3 separate regions of the Sus scrofa genome follow, and regions 2 and 3 are each linked to region 1. A link is a contact called in public Hi-C and HiChIP or PLAC-seq data. All regions are on one chromosome and are shown on one strand. The core of a region is the stretch at or near the end of the contact, and the rest is flanking DNA. Distances in the headings are between cores, read along the strand shown.

Region 1 (4,898 bases), core at 1,291-3,790:
CTGGTTTATAATTGCTGATATAGACCTTGATAACCTGGCTGGTGCAGTGTCTGTCAGGTTTCTACATGTAAAATTATTCCCTCCCTCATTTCCTCCCTTCCCATATTCTAGCCTTTGGAAGGAAGTCACTATGCCTAGTTCACATTGGAGGAGTGAGGAGTTAAACACGCCCCCCACCACCTCCACCCCCATCTTTGAGAGCAGTGTTTCTGCATAAATTATTTGGAATTCTGCAAGGGAGAATTGTCTCTTTTCTCCCATTTATTAATTTATTTAAAATTTATTCATATCACTGAGGATTCGTGTACATTTACTTTATACTTTGGATTGTAATTCAATATTACTCAATTTTCCCCCCTCAAAAATTCTCTGGCTTTGACTATTGGAAGCTCTTCAGGTGGCTCCAGTGTCTCTTTGAAATCTTCCCCATCAATGTGGGCTTTGTTTGTTTGCTTTTTAGTGCTTCCTTATTTAGGGTGCTATGTTCCATACTCCCTGTCCCGTTTGGAGATATAGAACCAGCAATTTTCCCTCCTGGGAGAAGCTCCTGCCTTGCTTTTCTTACTGGAGAAAAGTATCAGAAATTAAGATCTGGCACCAGGCAGGGTCTTTGATACTGCAGCATCATTGCTTCTAGGCCAAAAATATATTACATTTTACATTTTTAACACTAACATACATACAATTACAGCACAGTTGTACTCTTCATGAGACAATTATAGGTTTATTAACAGTATTAAATCACAGTACCACAGGAGCCTGTGGGGCCTCCTATGCTGGGTCCTCTACTGGGACACACACAGAATGTATGGATGACGGTCTGCTCCTTTCCATCCTGTCAGTGTACGGCTAAGACCGACTAGAACTTCAGTGGAGCTGATGTCAAAAGACCAAAGGTGGGGCCTTCTCTGAAGGGAAGGTCATGGCAAATGGCTCTTTTGCAGGGCTGCTTACCCCACATCCTCTTTTCACAATAAGCCATGGAAAAACACAATGGATTTAAAACCAGGACATCAGAGTTCTGGATCTGGTTCAGTTTGATGCAGTGCATGTGGCAAATGCATTCTGTGTGGGCCTCAATTTTCAATTACACACTATCGGTCATGTTGGATTGGAAAATTGCTGAGGACCCTCCCAGGGTTGCACATGACAACTCTCAATAGTTTTCCCTTAGAGAATGTAATTGGCTCCATCTCTTCTTGTATGTGGGCATCCATATTCCAGAAGGTCTGAGTGGAAGGGCACAGTTGGTGGGGAGGTTGGCGTTTAATAAATAGGAGTTACTTTATTATTTCCTGCAGATGCCAAAGTCTGTTAAAGGACTTTCTTTGTCCAGATAAGCAGGCCTTAGACCTTTCTTTTTAAAGAGTGGAGATCTAAAAAGGATACAAAGTATTGATGGAAAATATCTCTTTCATTGCCTTCAAGTTTGTTCTGGTAGAGCAAGGCTTATTTATTTATTTATTTATTTTAATAAGGGCAAACTTCTCATCTGTTATTTCCTCTGACTTCAAATAATTACCTTTAATGCGATGACGGCTGAAGTACTTCTAAGTTTCTCACCAGGAATCTCTCTCTAGGTTTTTTTTTTTTTCCCTCCTTTTTCTTCGTGTGTGTGTGTGTGTGTGTGTGTGTGTGTGTGTGTTTATGACTATTATGACATATTTTTTACATCCATGTGGAGCCTAGCGGCTTAAAGAGTGTCCAGCTTACAAGTCCTATCACTGACTGGGACAATTTCCAAAAACAAACAGAAAAAGAAGGAAAAAAAAAACAAAAAACATAGTGCAGAAAAGATGCTTGGGAACTGTCACATCTGATTATAAATGCTGGAGATCAAAGGTATAACGTCTTAGAATTGGCTTCCTCCAGCTCTTAACATTGAAAATCTTCAGTTGGCTTTTGGACTTACTCAGCAGAATCCCAGACTTTGGTCCACAATTGGTTAAAAATTGATAGAGGTGAGGATTCTGGGAGTGCCTTCTTTACTTAGAAGTTTACATTTTAACTCCTTCTCTCACCTCAGGGACACATATACACTTGCCTCTTTTCCAGCCCCCCTCACCTTAAAGTTATCTAAATGTGTATTTAGCTATAAAAGTATAAAAGTTAGAATAGAGAGACAGCCTACAAAACATCTGGGTTACTCCTTCAAACTGTTGAGGAAACTGAGTCCTGACACGTGGTTTCGCCCCATGTCCCATAAGGAGTTCCAGGCAGAACCGTAATTAGAAACCAAGGTTCTTTGGCAAGAAATCCATGTTTTGTTTTGTTTTTCTTTTACCTCACACTGTGCCCCCATGGAGTTACACGTTTGTGCCTATTTCTCTGTATGTACATATGTTACATAGACGTGGACACGTAGGAAACATGCACCAAGCATCTGTGGTCTGACCTCAGGGAACAGTTTAATGACTCGGATTTCAGGCAGCTGAAAGGGTTCTGCGGGTGGAGGTTGAAATAAACAAGAAAAGCCACTGTGGAGATGTGAATGGAAAAGTACCGAGCACTCCCTCCCTCTGCACATTCTTCTGCTCTCCAGCTCTGCCTGCAGTCAAGCCGGCTTCAGATAGGCTTTGGCATGGTCAGGTGTACAGAGGGCGGTGTGGAGAAGGAAAAAAAAAAAATGCAGGCACAACACGCAAATCAAGTTTTTCCACTTCTAGCCTTAGGTAGTAAAGACAGCTAAGTAAGGCAGCCTGGCGGGAGGGTGGGCCAGACACCCTGAGTTGACAAACACTCAAGTGCTTTCCTCCCTGCATCTCCCTCCTGGTCCAGCTGCTGCTTTCCCTCATGCTAAGGTTTCATAGGAAGTGAAAACCCTGTTATTCAAAACAGTGATTGAAGGCAATAAACAAATGATTATGCACCCCCATCGCTTCTCTATTTTAAGCTCCTGATATTTATTTCCATTTTAAATAAGTGAGAAAAGTGTAGGAAAAAAAAATCAGTGTTTTGGGGGAAAACTCTGAGCTAGGCTGAAAAGGTTTCTAAAGAAAAAAAAAGGCTCAGAATTAATACAGGCTGAAAGCAGGCAGCATATGGATCAAAATTAAACGTTGACACTTCTTTTTCTGAAGGTAGTGGCTGGAAATCATCTTCCTTATTTTTTTTAATGTCTCAAAAGTTTCTGCTCAATTTCTCTAAATCATACCAAGAAAATTTCTTTCTTTCTCTAAAGATAATATAGGGAGCTCGCTTACAATAGCTCTAAGTAAAAGATTTGAAATAAAACGAATGGATAAATAAGATCTCCCTTATCCTTCACAAATAGTGTTGAGTGCTGTAGCAGGGGTGACAAGCATAACCAAGTCCCAAATGACCCTCCAAGCCCAATATTCATCGGGACTTGAAGTTTGTTCCGAGAACTGGCTTACGATTTACACAGAGCCCAAAGCAGCCTTCCTTTCCTCAGTTCTGCCAGAAAACAAGATACTCACCTCCAAATCCAGGTAGTCAGATCACCCTGATTCTCTAAAATGACACAAAACCATTACACCACAAAGATCTGTTTTCAGTTGTGTCCTGGGGTCCCACATGCCTCAGTGAGGGCTGTCCTGTCCTCTTGAAAGAAGGAAGCCTCCAGGAGTTGAGTCATAGATCTGCAGGGATCCTTCCCGTTCCACAATCTATAATTCTGTGATGTGAAAGTTTAAAGATCTACCAAGGTGCCAAAAGCTCCTGACAGGTGAAACTCATTTCCGGTTTGGAGCCCCTTAGAAATAGGCCATGACAGTGTTTATTCCAAGTATAGTTTCCTTTTCAGAGATGACTGAACTGTGGGCAAGGTTTCATGAGGGGAACTGGAGGCAAAAATCTGTTCCTCTTCTTAACTAGAAGTAATATTAGGGCCAAGCTATTTTATTTTGTAACAAAGCTTATCTTTACTCAGAACTGGTGATTGAGAACCTCTTACTATGCCCAGACCACCCAGGCCACCAGGCAAAGGGGCTGGTCTGGTCCTGTACTCTTGAGTATTAAAAGTCAGTAACCATTAAATCACAGGACTGGTTGATACATAGCTCCTCCAAGTCCACAGGAATCACACCTAAGACCCCAGAAATGGAATCTCTCTATAGAGCTTCTTAAGGATGATTTAAAAGAATTTAAATATATTCAAGTCAATCCTTTCTTTAATCCTGCTGGAGTGAGCGCGGACCACATAGAGAAGCCAACTGGCTAAATGGGGAGAGATCAAGAATGAGAAAAGACAGGACATTTTAGAAGATATTCAATCGATATAGAGTTTGATAAAGTTACTTATTTGCCTAGGAATTGAAACAAGATTGAAAAGTGGGTGCACAATTTTCCTCACCATTCACTCAGTAGAGAGAAGAGATATATCTATAGTAAATCTGTAGCGTTAACATCTTTTCCATAATTTTTAACTTATCTCTTGTTCTGATAAATTTCTTTCAAGGTAAACACTTTAATTTGGCAAAAGAAACAAATGCCCCCGCCCCCAACAGTAGTAAAAATGTGAGACTCTGGCACCCGCCCCAAAAATAATGTGCTGAGAAAGTCTGAGGTCCCTGGTGGTGGGATTAATTATCTATAAACCTGGCCTGGTGGGGTCTCCCTCCAAGGGCTCCCCGCAGAGAATTAAAGAGAACTAAGCTTCAAGAAGGGTGAATTCATTCCCAGCCCCCACTCTGGTTGGTTCTACTGCCAGAGGGACATTTCCCTTTGCTCTGCAGCGCCCCCATGGGGCTAAGACTGGAGTGGCAAAGAGAACGCGGGAGGGACATGCTTTGTGTGTGCGGCGGGCGGGCGGTCGGGCGGGGGGAGGGGAGGGGAGAGTGGCGGCGGAGCCAATGAGGCTGGAAGGCAACTTTGACAAGAAGAGTGACCCCAAAGTAATCTCACTGTAGAATCAATAATAGGGCAGGGCCATACAA
Region 2 (4,898 bases), core at 712-3,211, 580 kb before region 1:
AGTATCCATCCATGCCTGCTCCCCTGTGTCCATTTTCCCCTGGCTCAGTCCACTTCTTTGGGAAAACATACCTTGCCCACAAACAAGGCCAGAAAAAAAAAAAAAAAAAGTTTAATACTCCCACCACACTCTGCACCTTTGTTTTGTGGCTCCTATCACAATAAAAATTATATAATTATTTGTGAAATTATGAATATAGTGGTTTGTCACTCCTAGACCAGAAGTACTGTGATAAGAGAGCTGGTATCTACTGGTATCCACAGTTCTGGTTAAGGGCCTGATGCTTGGTCATGGTGGGCACCAAGAACTAATTGCTGATTGAAATCATGACCCCCTGCCCCTTCAAAGTATTAGGTCCTTATAAACAGGGATTGTGTCTAGTTCATTTTGGTATCACAATTGTGTATGATGGGTAGATAACATCACATAGTTCATATGTAAATGAATGAGAGTGGATCACTTATGGAGATCAGAGAGACTATTCACTGGAATGATGTGTTAATGGTAAAATAAGTACATCGAATGGATTAGGAGTTAAAGGCAACCCTCCAAGACACCTTGGAATGGCACCACACAAAGAAGGAAGGCAGAGTCTGAGATAGAAAATGTCTATGATCTAAGATTTGTGTCAATTTCTTTGGGCTCTAAAAGTCAATTTTCTCCCAATTTCAATGGGTGTGACTCTTTCCCAGATGCAACTGAGCCACAAATCTTGGGTTGTATTCCAGAGCCCAAGAAAACCAGATCTTCAGAAAAATTAAATAACAGCAAAGCCAAAACAAGGTGAAGCACCCAGAAGACTCTGGAAAAGAGTCTTCAAGTTAAGCAGCCCTGAAAAAGTTGGAGCATGCACGCCATGCAGAAAACAAATGGGCCGCACTTGAAACATGTCTCCCATGTGGAGACTTGTCCGGAGTCATCAACTTTAACCAACTTTTTATGTGAAAAGGTCATTTAACACACTTCTGAGAGATGCCAATGGCTGGCCTCCCCAAAGGATTCAAAGAATCTAAGTTTGGGCAGAAAAATTGTGCACACACAAAGAGACACTATACCACTTGCCAAACCCTGCATCAGACACTGGAAATACACATTCCAGCACTACCGGCAATCAAGACACTGGGAATCTAATTGTGGAGTTAAATGACAACAAGCACCAAAAACCTAAAGAGCTAAATGATAATCATGGAGCTGATTAGGTGAGAAGTCTGAAAACATGACACACCTGGGGTTGCTGAAGAGTTCTCCCAATCTAGCTGCCATCATTCTGATGTACCCTTACTGGCTGCACAGCCTTGGAAAAGTTACTTGAGCTCTCTGTGCTTATATGTGTCCTCATTCGTAAAATGGTTAAGATGATGATAGCCCTCGGTTTAAATGTGAGCTCTGATTACTGATCTATGCCTGGGCCTATGAGGGGCAAAAAAACCTACCAAACAGAATCTCAAATGCCAGAATAGAAGGGCCCTTACGTTCAACAGAGTCCAAGTGTTTCTTTTACAAAGAGTATAACTGAGGTCCAGGGAAGGGAGAAATGTGCCCACAACCATTGGTAAATCAGCAGCTGATCCAGGTAAGCAGCCAGGCTTGGTGATTTATGATGCCAGGTGCTGTTCACTAACACACAGAGTTGGTCAGAACTGTGAACTAATAGACGTCAAGGCTTAAAACAGTACCTGGCTCAAAGGCAGCAGTGTGGATGTATTTGCTATTATTATTGCTTACTTGATTGCAATAATATGCTGACACATTTATAGGGTGATTTATAGTTTATAAAGCCTTCCATATCCATTATTTCATTTAATCAACACAACTCCAAGAATCATGATTCCCCAGGTTCTGATGAGAAGACTGGGTCAAATGAAGCTTGGAGAGGTTTTTTGGTTTTCCCGGGATCCCATAGCTAGGTAGGAGAGAAGTGCAGCCCAGAACTCATATTTTCCACTATTGAGTTTAATGGCCTTGCCTTTCACATGATACTACACCACAGTTACCGCTAGCCCCAGACTACAGATTCCCATAGCAGCTTTTTATTGGGGAATTTCCTAATTGTCAAATCCTTCTACCTAAAGGAACAAACTCAAAGGCATCAAATTTTACTTTGCTTTTGCTACAGCTGGGAGAAACCTAGCAGAAGGAATGTCTTCCTTGGATCTGAGCTTTCTTCCTGTCTTTGAAGCAAGATAGCCCTTCTGCTGAAGACAGGGGCAATGCATAAAGAAAGGCCAAAACTAGGAGAAAGGAGGAGGGAAAGAGGAGAGAAATAACCACACAATGATGTATAACTAAGCCAGAGTGTTCCAGCTATTGATGATGAGCCAGTTCTTCTTAGGTCGAAAAATTTAACATCGTCTTGCTGTATGAATCTCTCAGCTTGAAATAAGACATCAAGATGGGCAGCATGATCCTCTCTTTCACAATTATCTCTTCCCATCAAAGTGAATTAATTTCTCAAGTGAATAATATCAAAGAACTGGCCTGAGGTGAGTGAAGTTCTTTTAAAAAAGAACTTGGTTAAGGGACTATGGAGGGTTTCTTACCTCGTGAGTAAAAGTAAAAGAATTTCTAATTATGGGCATCCAACTATCATCTGTGTTACATGTATCTATCTATCTACCTACTATCTAATCAAGAAAAGCTTTAGTAAGGAAGTGAAAGTTCTTGATTTTAGCTCTAGTTGGTCACCAACTAGTAAAGAGTCACCAAAGCCTCCTGGGCCTCTATTTCCTCATCTGTCAAGTGCAGGCTTGGACAAGGTTGACAAAGGCCATTCCAGCACTCCAAAAAACAAAAACAAAAACAAAAACAAAAAAACAAAAGGAAATATCCCAAATAAACAGGACAAAAAAAAAAAAAAAATGCCATGATGGTCAAGCCAACTGTTTCAGAAAAGTTAAAGAAAGTGTTGTTTACTCCATAATCCCTGGTTTTGAATGCAAGAAACACGTCATTTAAAATCACCCATATTCATGCTTTTGATGGTGAAAAAGTCCACCACCAAAAGCCAACAAAGTTTTGCTTAAAAACAAGCTATTTTCAGGAACAACTCTCCAAGCTAAAGCCCTAATTCACAAAATTGAGTTTGGCTGGTATAACACTGTCTTCTTTCTGCAATTATTAGGCTCTAAAAGGGTTGCTTTTTTTTTTTCCTCCTAGCAACATTTCATTTGAAAAGTGTTTGATCCTGAAATAAACCTGTAATTTCTCCTATGGAGAGGGAGGGCAGGTGAAGATCTATAGCTTAGCTCAAATAACTTCATATTTCACACAAGATTATTACAAGATCACTGATGTGAACCTTGAGAATTTTAGCAATAAAGTCATGCTATCCAAAGAATGTTCGACAGAACGTGGGTCTGGGAAATCAGCCACAAAATGGTTCTGTGATAAAATAAATTTGAGAAAACCTGAACGGTGTGGTTATTGCTTTTACCTATAAATCTTCTCAGAGTTAATCATGCTAAGGGTGCATGAAGGGTCTCCAAAATGGAGATTGCTAAAAAAGCAACTGATTCCCAACCTGAACGGACCACGTGTGGAGCAAGTATCCTATGGAGCACATTTAGGAAGGAATGTTGGCAGGGATGTAGCTTTGCCCCTGACAGTATCCTATTTCTGAAAGATAAGGTCTACAGTTCAATCAGGAACATGTATTTTAAATTTATCTTTATTCACACCAGATTTTATAATAGATGTAACAATAACCAACTAAAAACTTTGACAAAGTGACTTCTGTTTCTTGAGACTGTCTTATAAGTACAAAAGAAGCCTCATCCCACAAAGGCTGGGTTTTCCCTGCACTACAGATAAGCTCTGATGTCAAGCAATGCTAAGAGGAACTTCCTTCCACCCCTTCGATTGTTTCTCTCTTTTTTTTTCTTTCTAATTAAATCACAAGCTTATAAAAGCAGATAAAGAATGAGAAAATATAGGGCATAGAGAGCTAATGAAGTAATTGAGAACTGATGCCTCTCCCACGAAGGGAAAGACTCTGCTACACACAGCAGACTTTGTCTCTGGACCTCAGTTTTCTCACATTCAGAATGAGGTAAGTATTTTCATGATCTCACATCTCATAGTTCTATGACTTTTTAAGATGGCTCATCACAATCTCTGAAGATGATTCCAAAGATGCTTTGAGCAGGGGAAGCAACTTAGGAACAAGTGCTTAGGAAGAAGTGCTGCTCCCTGTGCCAAAATGGCAGCCCCACAAGAAGCAATGCTCTGATGACTTTACTACTTGCATCTACATGTTCCAGGGTGTTTCTGTCTCGTTATTTTGCAACCACGCCATGTAGTGTTTAACCAACAACATGCACATTATGGTGCCTCACAAGGTCATAGGTCACTTGCTAAAAGTGACTGTAAATTTAAAAGCACCTTGACTTGGCAGAGAGTTGATATAGAGTAGCCACAGTACTGAAACATACTCACCAAATACCACAGGGTTGCTGGTGGCATCCCAAATTACAATGACATTCTTCTACAGGAGAGACATTAAAATACCCAGATCTACTGCCCAGCATATAATATATTCCAGGAAATACTCTCTTGCCTAACCTCACCTAGATCTATTTTTAAGGGCAAAAGACAAAAGTGATTTTAATACCATCTCAAAAGAAGAAGAAGGGGGAGGAGGGACAGGAGAAAACAGAAAACAGTCACTCACACACACACACACACACACACACACACACACACACACACACACAAGCAAAGGTACTTATCTCTCTCCTAAAAAAAAGATAATGAGCACCTGGTTGCCTTCATTATACTCCCTCTACAAACATCTAATGTTTTCTGCCTTTGTCTCTCCTGCTATTCCTCTCTCACATCCCCTTTAAAAGACATTTATTAGAATTCACCAGGGGTTGGCTCTTCATTTTTTATATAGGACC
Region 3 (4,898 bases), core at 1,507-4,006, 560 kb before region 1:
AACAAACCTGACTAGTATCCATGAGGATGCAGGTTCAATCCCTGGCCTCGCTCAGTGGGTTAAGGATCCGGCATTGCCATGAGCTGTGGTGTAGGCCAGTTCCTAGCCTGGGAACTTTCATTTTCTGCATGTGCAGCCCTAAAAAGCAAAAAAAAAAAAAAAAAAAAAAAAAGAAAGAAAGAAAGAAAAAAAAAAGAAAGAAGGAAAGCAAGAAAGGAAGAGAGGGACATATACATAAGCAATTCTAAAACAAGGCAGATTGCTTCAAACATTTCAGTGTAAAGTGCTGCTGCTTCTTTTCTTTCATTTATCGTGTATGTGCATTGCTTATAATAAATAACATGTTCTCTAAACCACTGACCAGTATAAACTGATGCAATTGAATTAAGCAAAGTTGAGCATCAATGGGTGCTGAAGAAATTTAGGAAGTTTGCAAGAATACTCAGATTTGCAAGTCAAACTTTCCTCTCAAAGCAAGTATAAAGATAGGGCTAGTTTCCATCTAACAGCAAACAATATTATCTTCTAACTTTTGATTTTACCTACAGCTCTAAAATAAAAGATAAGATATTCACCCCACTGAACATCCAAGTTTTGATTTCAATTTTCTCTGGTAATTCAAAAGTTACTATGTACTTTCAAAGTATAGACAATTTTATAAAAAAGACTATGAGCTAATTCACATACACACACACACACACACACACACACACACACACACTACAGAAATAGATCCACAAGCATATTTGTTGCATGTATTCCGCCTTCTCTCTGGACATTATACCATTATTATTCAACTCATTCTCCTCCTGAAACACCTGGAAAGTTAGACACAAAAAAGAAACAGGAGATCTATATATATCAAGATATTACTCACTACAGATAAGCTTTGCCTCTGTACTGAAATTTAAATTAGACAATAGTGTTCTTCTGAAGCACATACATAACAAAGGAAAACTATTCCACATATATGGTATTTCACAAAGGATGCAGAATGTTTTCAATCAAATGCATCCAAATCCTATACAAATTAGGAAAGCATACTGGATATCACCTAATGAATGTGGTAAATATTAAAGAAAAAACCTACAAAACATCAATATCAACCAAAGCCTAGGCTTTAGCTACAGGTTCAAAGAATTCTTGCATCCTTCATTTGCAACCAAAAAAAGTGGTCTAATTCTGTTCTTAGCTAAATTAGTCAATTCATGTAGGGCAGAAGGCCTTTTTTCCCCATAGTCTGGATGCACCCAAATTTATTAAAAGTTAAAAGTGTCTTGCACACTATTTCTAAATTTACTTCAAACTAAGCAAATTGAAGAATATAGAAACACTCTTTTTTTCCCTTGGCTTACTAGGAAAACAAAAATCAGCCTAAGGATATGCAAAGCATTATAATCAATCACTGTTTGAATCTGAGGCCTCATATTTAATTTCCAAACTCTTAAGGGGGTAGGTTACAACCCTAAAAGGTTGGAGACTCCTTGATAGAAGGGTAAACCCCTGTCTATGGGATAGCCCCCCTTCCATAAGTATTGGGGAAGGGTAGAAGTAACATCATAACATTTGAAGACAGAAGATCTAAATGCAAATCAAATCTCCACCATTTATTTACTACTTGAAATGAACTGAAACAGGTCACTTCACTTTTGTTTCTTCAGTGTAAAATAAGGATAATACTGGACAGTATACTGGGTTTCATTAAGGCTAACCAAGAGTGTACAAGAAACTGTACAGAATCCACGTTGCTGAGAACACTCCTCCCCCAGATCATTATTTGCCAATTTTCACCATAATTAATAAAAATGTTAGTTAAGAAGTCATCTGAATTCCACTAAGTTCAACTCAACAAAAATTTACTGGATGTGCAACACATATGATTTAGGTCTCTTCCAGGTGCCATGATTGAAGGGGGCAGTGGGAGGAGGGAGAAAGGAAGGGAGGAAAAAGAGAGGAAGGTCCATCTAAGTCACAAGTCCTATCTCTAGGACCCCCATGATCTTATGGAGGAGACACCATTTCATTCATGAACTCCCTGAACAATAATTAGTACTATATAATAAAACACCCCAAAAAGAAGAATGGCTCTTAATGGAAGTTTTATGAGCAGTCTTACATGAGGTCAGGAAGGCGTTCCGAGCAATGGAGAACATGAATTTATTATCCCCCTGCCACTGTAAGCATCTACTTCTCAATGTACCAGTCTATGGAATCTGCTAGGAAAGAACCTCTTTAGATGGGCTTTGCTGAGTGGCACCTCAGGCATTTACTCTAGTCTCTATCACCCCTGCACTATCCATAACCACACACCCCCCAGCCATTTTCTCCCTCTGCACAGAGCTCCCTTTTCTCTCTTCACTTCCTCTACCCATTCCTAGGGACAATGATGTCCCTAGACCTGGCTCATCTCCATCCACTGCCACCTGGGCTGAAAAGGACCCTTAGGCAGGGGAAGAGTAGATTGGGATTCAGGAGACCTGAGTTCCTGTCCCAGCCTTGTCCCTACTTCATGCTACGACCTTGAGCAAGTCACTTCTATTCAATGGGCCTCAGTATGCTCACTCAACGAAGGAGACTAGAGGATATTTAAAAGTCTTTCTTGCTTCCTAAATGTTCAATGTCTGTGTCCTCACCAATAGCTTCCAGCAATTTCCAAGTCACAACCTGGGGGCCCACCAGTCACACAGCTTCTGGAGAGGCACTGGCATGACCACATCAACGGTTTCTATTGTGGGGAAGGTCAGGGACTCCTTCAGAAAATAGCTGATCTAAACAGAGCCCAAGGAGTGTCATGGCAACACTGCTCGCAAGCTGCCAGAGGTAGGGAGGAAAGCAGCCAAGATGCGTGCGCAGCTGCCACATTTCAGAACAGCACTCAAACCTCGTTAATATCATCTTGCTTAATACCGAGTCCCATAGATCACAAGCTATTTTTACTATGTATTTAACAGATTTGTGTATCATCTTCCATGCCAGGGTTTTCACAGTCCAGTACAGAGGACGTTGCCACTGAAGAGACATCAGGACCTGAGGCCATCCAGGGTTAACTCAGGAGAAGGAGGCAGAGTGAGGAGAATGAATAGGCGTGAGAAAAACAGACTCAGTTGGGGCTGTAGGGTAGGGGAGAGAAGGGAGTAAGGTGTAACGAGAGCAAGTACAGGCCAATACTACCAACCCCCAACTGTGAGACGCTCAAGTCGAAGCTCTCCAAAGACTCGGAGATGCACATATGGAGGAGAGGGGAAGAATCAAGTCCTCTCTTACACTGGGAGTACACAGGTCCTGCCAACACAATTGTGACCACAACCTCAGCTGGCTTTCATCTGTCTTCCCCATAAGTTACTCTTAGAACAGGAAATACCACTCTGCAGACCCTCTGCCCACATTCAGGAGGCAAGCACCAATCCACTACCAGGCACTCTTCAGAGGATAAAGGGAAGGGTTTTAGCTAAATGTCCTGTTTACAACCTATCTCCCTTGTAGGAGTGGGAATCCTAGCTTATGATGACTGACCAAGCTAAATTATGTGGAAGTGCCCATCACATGGTATATCATAGCAGATACCCATTAAACATCTGCTTGTTTCCATCTGCCTCACATGGCAGCAGCATCCTGGGTACCACCTTTATTACTAACGTTCTTCATAGAAAGAAGGAACCTGGCCAAGGCTTGCCGAGCAGTGAGCAAGAGTTCAGGTCCAACCAGCCCTCTGCTGCTTAGTCAGATGGGGACACTGTTCTCAGGCCACTAATTGGGCAGATAAAGTCAGGTAAGCTATTTCTTCCCTGGAAGGGGCTCAACTATACAGAGTTTTTAAGTTCCTTTCCAGTTCTGAAATTCTATAAGCCTCTAAGTGTCATATCCATCTTAAAAACAAGGAACAAACAGAGGGAAAACCGTTGAAGAACACAGTTGTGTGCTTCTTTATTGAGCACAATATCGAGGGCACTGTGCCAGGAGCTAAAGGGAATTCAGAGAAGCAGAATAAAGTTGTCTTTAGATTCAGAACCCCTATAATATGTGTATGTTGGGGGAGGTGGATAAAAGGAAACATAAAAAGATGGCAATACAGGAGTTCCTATTGTGGCACAGCAGAAAAGAATCAGACTAGTATCCACAAGGATGCGGGTTCGATCCCTGGCCTCGTTCAGTGGGTCAGGGATCTGGTGTTGCTGTGAGCTACAGTGTAGGTTGTAGAGGCAGCTCGGATCTCACGTTGCTGTTGCTATGGTGTAGGCCACCAGCTACAGCTCTGATTCAACCCCTAGCCTGGGAACTCCCATATGCAGCAGGTACAACCTTAAAATTAAAAAAAAAAAAAAAGAAAGAAAGAAAAAAGATGGCAATACAAAATAAAGTTTAATTATAAAACAAAGTGCAATGCTTCCAAGCCAAGGGGTAAAGAAAGAAGGCTTTCCTAGGAGGAGGGAAATATGCCAGTCCTTCAGGCAAGAAAGCAAAGCCCACATGGACAAAATGGAAGAAAGCAGCATTTTATAGAAGCTGGACCTCTCTGGTGGAAGAGTCAACATGTATGTATGATGGTTACATATATGTTTTACATCTTAGATAATTTCAAAATTCCATTTCATACATTAAAGACTAGAATAATAATGGTCATTCCATCCACTCATCATATCATAATTCTCTATGGAATGGTAGGAAGAGCACTGAAATAGGAAACAGGACACTTAAGTTCTGGGTCCTGCTCCTCTGCCACTATCAGCTGCCAGCCTTTAGCGGAATGGCTTATCTGGCTGTGGAATAGGATATCTTATAGTATTCCAACTGGAGTTCTTGAGGTTTCTTGAGAACCAAATTGTCCAAAGCTTATGCTTTGCAGATGAGACTGAGGCCCACCAGAAAACAGGTGATTTCTCTCAATTATACATCTCTAT

What was found. Hi-C and Micro-C count contacts between places; a contact is called where the count stands out from the background. HiChIP or PLAC-seq counts read pairs in DNA pulled down with a chosen protein or histone mark.
Region 2: an H3K27ac HiChIP or PLAC-seq map of skeletal muscle shows a contact between it and region 1. The contact joins two enhancer-like sites. A contact is called at or near these places in 3 of 5 promoter capture datasets (fetal liver, fetal skeletal muscle and liver), 9 of 47 Hi-C or Micro-C datasets (blood, brain, embryonic fibroblasts and 6 more) and 2 of 2 datasets of contacts at active chromatin or transcription factors (alveolar macrophages and skeletal muscle).
Region 3: a Hi-C map of fetal skeletal muscle shows a contact between it and region 1, with 4 times the contacts expected there. The contact joins two enhancer-like sites. A contact is called at or near these places in 2 of 5 promoter capture datasets (fetal skeletal muscle and liver), 15 of 47 Hi-C or Micro-C datasets (blood, brain, embryonic fibroblasts and 9 more) and 2 of 2 datasets of contacts at active chromatin or transcription factors (alveolar macrophages and skeletal muscle).

The regions. Positions count from the first base shown.
Region 1 is chr13:125,403,598-125,408,495 of Sscrofa11.1, reverse strand. All of the region lies in intron 1 of LOC106508008 (a long non-coding RNA gene), which reads right to left. Among named protein-coding and RNA genes, the nearest start is that of BCL6, 16 kb to the right of the region's middle. Within about 2 kb of position 2,540, at least 33 of the 83 cell types and tissues checked have an H3K27ac peak or open chromatin away from gene starts, as enhancers often do. A contact at or near this core is called in fetal skeletal muscle and skeletal muscle, where this site is marked.
Region 2 is chr13:125,982,809-125,987,706 of Sscrofa11.1, reverse strand. All of the region lies in intron 2 of LPP (lipoma-preferred partner), which reads right to left. Among named protein-coding and RNA genes, the nearest start is that of LPP, 200 kb to the right of the region's middle. Within about 2 kb of position 1,961, at least 1 of the 83 cell types and tissues checked has an H3K27ac peak or open chromatin away from gene starts, as enhancers often do. A contact at or near this core is called in skeletal muscle, where this site is marked.
Region 3 is chr13:125,967,524-125,972,421 of Sscrofa11.1, reverse strand. All of the region lies in intron 2 of LPP (lipoma-preferred partner), which reads right to left. Among named protein-coding and RNA genes, the nearest start is that of LPP, 190 kb to the right of the region's middle. Within about 2 kb of position 2,756, at least 11 of the 83 cell types and tissues checked have an H3K27ac peak or open chromatin away from gene starts, as enhancers often do. A contact at or near this core is called in fetal skeletal muscle, where this site is marked.